2 separate regions of the Mus musculus genome follow, and region 2 is linked to region 1. A link is a contact called in public HiCAR-type data. All regions are on one chromosome and are shown on one strand. The core of a region is the stretch at or near the end of the contact, and the rest is flanking DNA. Distances in the headings are between cores, read along the strand shown.

What was found. HiCAR-type assays count read pairs that join an accessible place to other places.
Region 2: a contact with region 1 is called in a HiCAR-type map of kidney, with 3 times the contacts expected there. The contact joins two enhancer-like sites. A contact is called at or near these places in 1 of 15 datasets of contacts at CTCF or cohesin (the NIH/3T3 cell line), 2 of 115 datasets of contacts at active chromatin or transcription factors (fibro-adipogenic progenitors and kidney) and 3 of 9 other capture datasets (adipose tissue, liver and pancreatic islet).

The regions. Positions count from the first base shown.
Region 1 is chr12:40,339,006-40,343,242 of GRCm38.p6, forward strand. The region is part of intron 4 of Zfp277 (zinc finger protein 277); the gene reads right to left. Among named protein-coding and RNA genes, the nearest start is that of Gm40403, 93 kb to the left of the region's middle. Within about 2 kb of position 2,671, at least 9 of the 459 cell types and tissues checked have an H3K27ac peak or open chromatin away from gene starts, as enhancers often do. A contact at or near this core is called in kidney, where this site is marked.
Region 2 is chr12:40,794,537-40,798,955 of GRCm38.p6, forward strand. It overlaps Dock4 (dedicator of cytokinesis 4), which reads left to right. Exons shown (of 53, transcript NM_172803.2): 33 at 61-87; 34 at 232-327; 35 at 1,101-1,161. Among named protein-coding and RNA genes, the nearest start is that of Immp2l, 230 kb to the right of the region's middle. Within about 2 kb of position 1,430, at least 14 of the 459 cell types and tissues checked have an H3K27ac peak or open chromatin away from gene starts, as enhancers often do. A contact at or near this core is called in kidney, where this site is marked.

The sequences.
Region 1 (4,237 bases), core at 1,421-3,920:
GTGTAGCTCTCGATGTCCTAGAATTCGAGAGACTTGAACTCACAGAGATCCACCTTCCTCTGCCTCCCGAGTACTGGAATTAAAGTCATGGGAGAAATTCTTAAAAGAAAGAGGACAGAGAGAGAGATAGAAGGTAATGGAATCCTGTTGCAAGAAAGCAGAATGGGGCATCTTTAAAGAGAGAAAGGTAGGGGTGGGGGGATGGGGAGCTGGGGTTGGAAGTAAGGGAGAAAGGGAGAGGGCATTTGGAACAAAGTTTAACAGTACAACAATGCTTATGTATGAAAATTCCATAAGGAGCTATTTGTTTACATACTAACTTAAATATTTTTTAAAAGTCCTTCCTAGACATTAAGATGTTTTCTATTTTACCCTTGCAATGCGTTCGTTTCTCACTTTTATATCAATGCAAGGAAGGGTCCCAGAACTGGGAGCAATAGACAAGGGCATGCAGTTCTTTGTAAAGAGATTCTCCGTCCTTGTATTCTTCCCATACCAGGCTCCTGTGATTCCAATAGTGTGAACTACACTTTTGTGGCTATTTCCTCAATGTTTCTCCATTAATACAATCAGTCTCCCTCCCTCCCTCCCTCCCTCCCTCCCTCCTTCCTTCCTTCCTTCCTTCCTTCCTTCCTTCCTTCCTTCCTTCCTTCCTTCCTTCCTCCCTCCCTCCCTCCCTCCCTCCGTCCCTCCCTCCCTCCCTCCCTCCCTTCTCCTTCTTAATCGTGTGGGTTTAATTCATTTTTTGGCAGTTTTATGTATGAGTGATGTTCTGTTGACCCGCATCCTCACCCTCTCTCATTTCTTCCCACTTTTTGTCAAGATTCCTACGGTCCCCTTCCCCACATTTTGTGTCATTTTCTTTTGTGATTCGCTGATTTTAATGAGGATGATTTGTGTTACCACTGGCTTGGAACTATTCCTTCGAGCCTGGTGACCTCACTTGCTGGGTATACAACTGCTAAAAATGACTGTGCCTTGCCTAGAATCCATCAGTAGCTGCTAACTCAAAAGGGAGGGGCAGGGTCCCATTAGCCTCTCCCTGATCCCTGAGTAGTTGTTGACAGGCCCAGTCTTTTGCAGGGCCAGCATAAGGAACCAGCTGTGAGATCATATTTGCAGTGGTAGTACTATGCCCTAAAGGTAGCATTTCATGGTTCACTCCTCTGTTTTCTAGGTCTTAAATTTTTTTTCCTGCTCCTTCTGTGACTTTTCCCAGAGCTGGAGACAGGGTGTTGTAGCTAACAAGTTTAGGATTGACTACTCAACCATCAGCAGTCACAATCTTGCATTTTCTACCTTTCATTGAAAGAAGAGATTTCTCTGATTAAGGATGAGAGAATAGCATTTGTTTACTGCTGCTGTAGATAAATAACAGTAAGCAAGTTTTCCCTTAGGGCCCAAGATTACTCCAACCATAGATCAGGTCAGGTTTACAGTACCAGGCATGTATTGCCTCTGTGGAGTGGGCCTCAAATCTAATCTGAGAGACGGTATCTTCATAATAGTTGTGCCATTTCTACACCAGCAGGCATAGTTTACTTCACAGGTGGGCACTGTTTATAGTTTCTATGGGTCAGAATTTGGTAAGGCAGCTGATGTGTCTTTGGCTCTGCACCCTGGCATCATGAAAGCAGCCAGCAGGGAAGAAACTTCTACTCAGTTCAGCTTGATTTTAATATACTTTACAACCAAGGCATGTGGGGTCTTCATCAAGTTATCTTGCTAGGTAACTAGCAAGAGTTATCTAGTTCTGACAGGCAACCAAGAAGAACAGAGCCTGTACTATTTTGCAGGTCCTGGGGCCTCCCTCACTAACAATTCACGAGGGTGTATCTCCTATCTGGCACTGGGATTTTTGTTTGGCAACATCCAGCTATACATTTTAACTTTTTATTGATTTTTTTTTTATGAGTTTCACATCATGCACCCAATTCCACTCATCTCCCTGTCCCTTCCTATCTGCCCTCTGCCCTTGCAAGCTCTGTCCCCCCCAACCAAACCAAACGAAACCAAACCAAACCAAAGCACTCATACAAGCTTCACTGAAATGAGTCAGATGGGAGACTTTCAACAGTTGGAGCTAGAGCATGCTAATACAATAGGAATATTAAAACATAAAACAATTATGTCTTCCTCTAGATGTACTAGAAAAGGACTAGTAATTATTCCATATAAGTTCATTTCCTAGAACACTGGAATTTAAGTCTGGTAAGCAAAGGTTTAATTATGCACAGGATGGTTTTGTAGATGACCTTCCATGTTTTCCTCTGCATTCTGAATACTAGATGTGATTTGATTTGCTTTCAATGTGGAGTACTGGCTAGAAACAATTACTTTTGTACTGCATTGGAACAAAAATTTGTTTGACTTTCAGGATCTCCTTCCTCTACAAAAGAGGAAGCTGCAGTGCTCACCTTATCTGCATTTATTCTCTTCTATAGCTTTCTGTGCTTACCTCCTAGGCACAGAGCTTCTCTTCACTGTATCCAAAATCCAGCTATACCCGATTTTAATTTACACTACTCAGACCCTCAGCTTGCCCTCTGAGCCTGGAACTAAACTGCTGGACTTTCCAAACTGAGCTAAAGAAACAGAGGCCATCACATTCCAGGAATGTAACTAGGTCAAGAATGTTCGGCATCCAAGAGTGGGCAGCACCTGATTGGTGTCTGTCTTTGACGTGGTGTGTTAGTTACTGCTCCTTGGTGAGAATATCTCGCCTCTTAAGGTGTGGGTTCGTTTCAATCAACTGAGATTATCTGATATCAGATGGATGATTTATAGACTTTCTCTATGCACTTATTTAAAATATGATTATCTGATGCTGGGAGATTAGGAGGGAGGGAGATAAAAAGAGATGGAAGGAAGGAAGGAGAAGCTAAAATTTACTGGAAATGGTATTTAAAAGTAGGCTGTAAATATAGAAGGAATATGAGGAGAACTTGAATGTAATAAACTCTAACAAGCATATGATTGGTTCCTAGTTTGCTACTAAACAAAATTCCCAAAACTTGGTTCTAATTTAAGATCTTTCAAGCTTTCCCTCACACTGTTTCTTTATGTAACTCTATTACAGATAAACCTGAAGGGCTCTAGCAGGCCTGAGCACAGCACAGGTGGCAGAGACAGTTTTTGTCTTTTACCCTTCTCCTCCATTTCCCGCTACCTTGTTAAACTCGTAAGTTATATTCCTAAAGCTAGCTACCAAGGTCCATTTCTTTATTTGGCGATTTATTCTTCCTGGGGATGACCACCAAGGCCTAGCTACCAAAGTACTAAAGTCTAACAATCAAAAACCCTCTTTTGGCTACTCTAACTAGCAAGCCCAATCAAAATTAACCAACTCATCCTAAGGGGTTTCTCCTTTCCCTTGATAAACTGCCATTTGCCTAGGGGCCACATCTGTCTCATCTCTATCCAGAGAAAGTCCTTTGTCTCTTCAGGGCAAATACCCCTGCCCCTTCTCCATTGTCCCCTTCTCTTTTCCCTTGTCCTGTATCTTCTGTTTTTGACCCTTACTCCTTGTCCTTTTTGCTGAGAAGTTGGTTTTGGTGTGTTCTGGGTTGACCTTTCTTTCAAAAGCAAAAACAAACAAACAAACAAAAAACATACTGCAATTTGTCTAGCAATGCAGCTAACAGGTCTCAAGGTCTCATTTTGATTTCTTTAACCAGCAAAGGGCATGGAGAACAGCTTCATCTGTGCCTAGAGGGACACACATGTGTGTCCCCTGCCTCACAACAGTCCACATGGTTCCTCTTTATGGTGAGTGGAATGGCAAGCCAATGGCCAGCCACTTACTTCTGTTTTCTTTCGCTTCTCTGATTAACTAATGTACAATGTTGATTGGACATAACTCTTTTCTATGGATCAGTTTCTGTTGATCTCTAAAATTCCCATGAAAACAGTCTATATAAAGAACTGAAGAAGGTGGACTTCAGAAAATCAAATAACCCTATTAAAAAATGGGGCTTAGAGCTAATCAAAGAATTCTCACCTGAGGATACCAAATGGCTGAGAAGGACCTGAAAAAATGTTCAGCATCCTTAATAATCAGGGAAATGCAAATCAAAACAGCGCTGAGATTCCATCTCACACCAGTCAGAATGGCTAAAATCAAAAATACAGGTGACAGCAGATCCTGGTGAGGATGTGGAGAAAGAGGAACACTCCTCCATTGTTGGTGGGATTGCAAGCTTGTACAACCACTCTGGAAATCAGTCTGGCGGTTCCT
Region 2 (4,419 bases), core at 180-2,679, 450 kb after region 1:
GTATTTTATGACTTGGATAATCTGAAAATCGATTTGCTTTGTCAATGCTTCCTGGATTAGAATTCCACTATTTGGTCCCTACCCTAGGTAAGACATTGTTTGCAAATTGTCCTACTTGTGAGATGTTGCAGTGGTTGCTAAGGCATTTAAGGTACTGATGAAAGTAAAATGGTTGTCATGGTGACTGATAAAAATAAATGTTGAAAATGCCCTGGGTTCTTTCTTTTCCAGTCTACTAAAGAAAATTGAGCGGGAAACATGGAGGGAAAGTGGCGTTTCATTAATTGCCACTGTCACTCGGCTGATGGAGAGGTTGTTAGACTACAGGTAAGCTGCATCCTAAGATTCCAGATAGGCTCCATTCTAGTTAAAAGCCCAAATAGCTGAACTGTAATTAGCATTCCACTTGAGTTAATCATTCAAAGAATTGCTAATCAGCACCTGGACTTCCAACCTGCTTGTTCAGAGTTTGGCATCTGTCTTTGGTGTTTGTTTACTTGTTTGTTTAGTTCTGTTTTTGATAATTCTCTCAAAGCTTTGAGTTGAAAGAGTTCTCAGAGTCCTTGACAGTCCTCAAAAACAGAAAGAAGGGAAAGAAAAGAAAAATCTTTGGATATTTAGACTCACTCACTCAAAAATTGCCGGTGATCCAAACACTTTAGAATGAAGATCTAGGGGATTGTACCAGTGTGCTGCACCCTTAAAGGAATACAATTTATTTTTATTTTCATTTACTTTGCCTTTAGAGCAGGCTGTCCCAATTCTATGCATGGTGGGTTTCTTTTATTTTAAGAACTCTTCTCCGTTCATTGTCCCTGGCAGTTTTACACCTTTGATGAAGGAGGGGTAGGCACCCTCTCTCCCCTGCTCCCTGAGTCCCTGTCCATTGAGAGGCATATTGCTTGCCTACTGCAGCTGGGAGTCAGTCTCTACTTCCAGTCCCATCAGAGATCTTCTGCCCAGTCCCCTTTCCCTGAACCCACACAATCGTCTCTGATCTTTGAGGATACCTCACCTACCCACACATCAGACAGCAAAGAACAACTGTGTTTTCCCCACAAGAGAAAGTTCCCGGTGTGACTCTTGCTTTCTGTTTACAGGGACTGCATGAAGATAGGAGAGGTGGATGGCAAGAAGATTGGCTGCACAGTTAGCCTTTTGGTTAGTGTCTGACTCCGTCTCCCCCTTCCTTCTAACCTCTGCTGCTCTTCACTGAAGCACTAAGTTTTGTTTGTTTTTAATCTTCCATGTGCCCTTTTTCAGGATGTTTCTTACAAAAATGGAAAAGTGTTTTTTTTAAAGGGAAGATAGTGACCCTTAGGTTGAATGAAGCCCAGAAAATCTTCAGCTCAGAACATTGCAGAATACTCCTGCTGGGCTGGGCTGGGCTGGGCTGGGCTGGGCTGGGCTGGGCTGGGCTGGGCTGGGCTGGGCTGGGCTGGGCTGGGCTGGGCTGGTAGCAGTGAGCAGACCTCACAGAGGGACTGCGTGCTGCTGTCTTCCCCTCTTGAGTTTCTTACTCAGTCTAGATGCTTTTCTTGGAAAAGCACAATATCGGCATTGAAGTCCCTTCATTTCTCTGTTGACTATTCCTGTCTGCCCATCTTCTTCCTCTCCCTCACAATCTTTGTATGTTTTCATAACAATTACTGAACTCTTATTTTCTAACCTGTGAAAATTTTCTGCTTTAATATGCTTAAGTTTCACTCACTGTCCCCTGCACATTGAATTCATAATAACACGATTGCAAAGAATTGCATTGCAATGCATAGATGACATAGCTATATGGACAGGAGTCTAAATCGTAATTTACTCTAGATCAACCAAAATTTATTTTTTAAAAAAGTATCACTCCCTTTTTATTAAGTAGATTGGAATTTCATCATGAAAGATGAGTCCTACATTGGACATTAGTTATTGTATTTTGCTATCTAGTGAGTTAATGCTTTTACTAACTTTCCTCCATCTTGGAACTGAAGAGTGACCTCTTGCAGTTCTAAACCTGTGAATGTTCTGGGTTTTTTGTTTTTCTCTTGTATTTCTGAGAGCACATGAAATGTCCTTGTCTGTTATAAACATTGTACTGTCGTTGGCATTCTTGCCCTACGTCCTGAAACTTTTGCAGCTGTGCTTTGCCTGCGTCTTGAACTTTTGATCTGCCGAACGGGTTTGCTGCTGCTGCTGCTGCTGCTGCTGTTTTCTTTCACTCAATCCCTTCAGTCCCTTCTCAAATCTCTCAACTTTGACTCCACTACCTTTCTGTTGCCCTAATTTTTTGCTGTGCTGCTTTTCACTTCTGAGCTCATGACCCTATCTTTCCTTACCACACCCACTTCTTCCTCCTCATTTTTTAATGACTTGTTATATCTCTACCTCGATCACCAGCCCCTAAAAATATCGAGCCCTAAGCATGCTCTGTGAGGGTGCATCTTATTCACACCGACATACTTATATAATTTTCTTCCTTAAAACCAACAGTGAGCGGCTATCAGCCCACCCACTATGCTAGCCATGACCTCTCCTCTAACAGTCCCTTCTCGGCTCGGCACAGTCCTTCCCTCTGTCCAGCCTTCCAGCTCCTCAGTATTTTTCGTCTCTCTGCCATCACAATCAGGACCCTCACCCCTTTCCACGTCCTTGCTTATATGTCGTGTGCTCTGTGAGCTTCGGTTTGAATCCTCAGCCCAGGCACAAACGCTCGTATAACCTCAGAGCAGAAACATTTCCTGTTTCCTAAGGAGCCCTGCCACCCTCATCTCCTCTCCCAGTTCCTTCTCTTTGGAGATGAACATAGTAATGCAGCCCCCTCGGCTTATCTCCTCGGCTGGGCCAACAGAAGAGGCCCTTTCCTTTGGTAAAGGAATGACTAGTTTGCACTGTGTTCCTTCTTGTCTTCTATGGGGAATAAGAAGGAAACCTCATAAATCAGGGGCCCTGTTGTAATTACTTGAGCCTAACACCATTAGCTTTGGAGTGTGACAAAGAGCAGAGAAGGTGAGCATTTTGAAAAAGCTGTTCCAACTGCAAACCAGCAGTGATAAACCCAGCTTTATCACATTGAAGCTAATCTCTTTAGCTCCTACTCTAAATGGAAAGTTTTGGATGTTTGCTAGTGGCAATATGGCTCCCGTCACTACCTCCCTGTGAGGTCAGCAGCAGATCCTGCCAGGGGGCCTCTAACTGCTGGTGTTCGGTCAGAGCTTAACTCACAGTTGGTGACAGTGCACACTATTTGACATGACTAACAGGAGGAATTATAATTATTATTTTGTTCTCTGTGTTACAGTTTTTAGCAGACATATGTGAGAGATTGTCATCTGCCAGCTGGGGAGATGTCGGGCTTTGGTTGGTTGTTTTTTTTTTTTTTTTTTTAAGGAGGAATATTCATTTACAAAGTGATCGCTTATTTTTGTTCTGAAAGAACGCAGCAGCTTCTTAACAGAAAGCTATTAGAACAGATCGTCCTTTAATAATGTAAAACCTGCTGTGGGGCTGTTAGATTGTGTTTATGGTACAATTCTTGCTAATTAAAATGATTTTGATGATAATGAGGGAGGTTTGAGTAGCATTGTTTACTTGGCTTTTAAAGACTGCCAGGATCCACAGGAAATGAAAGGCAAGGAGAGAGCCAATGTTATGGATTGGAAATAATAATGCATTCAAGTTAGCGTCAGTGCCCACACAGTATATGAGTCCTTGGGTTCAAGAATGCACACGAGTCAGATAATGGGCAGACAGCGCCTTTGAGAGTTGATCATTAGGTTCCTGACTGACTCATCAGCTAAGGACACCTATAAGATTCCTGGCATTTTCTGTTTCAGAAACTTGTCACTCTTTCAAGTGCATAGCTGTCCGTCCCCCTCTGCCCCCTCCCGCACTAGCCTGTGTCCTTCATATCCTAAGTAGCATCAGCTCCAACAACAATACGTTATCATCTCATGTGTCTGAAGCAGGGACTGCATAATGTACCTGCAGCTTGTATATCCAGGTAGTAAACACTGGAGTTTTATAAAACTTGGTAAAATATTTTAGAGAATTTTAGTAAAATTCAGATTTGTAAATAAATAAATAAATAAGTAAGGTTATTTAATTTAATATTTCCAGTAAACCCATTCCATGATAATAAGCAGACATAAAATTCTCTGGTTTGTGTTTTAAACATAAACAAGAAACATTAAAACTTAATACAGCTGCCAGGAGTGCTTTACTCCCAGCATGGGGGGAGCAGGGACCGGGATTTCTGGGAGTTTGAGTAATGAATTCCAGGCCAGCCAGGACTACATACTAAGGCCAGTCTCAAAAACAAAAACAAGCAAAATGAAACAGAAACCCACAGGAGAGAGAGAGATGCTTTTCGGTTGGTTGGTTTGTTGTTGAAACAGGGTCTCTCTGTATAACTCAAGCTGACCAGGAGCTCAT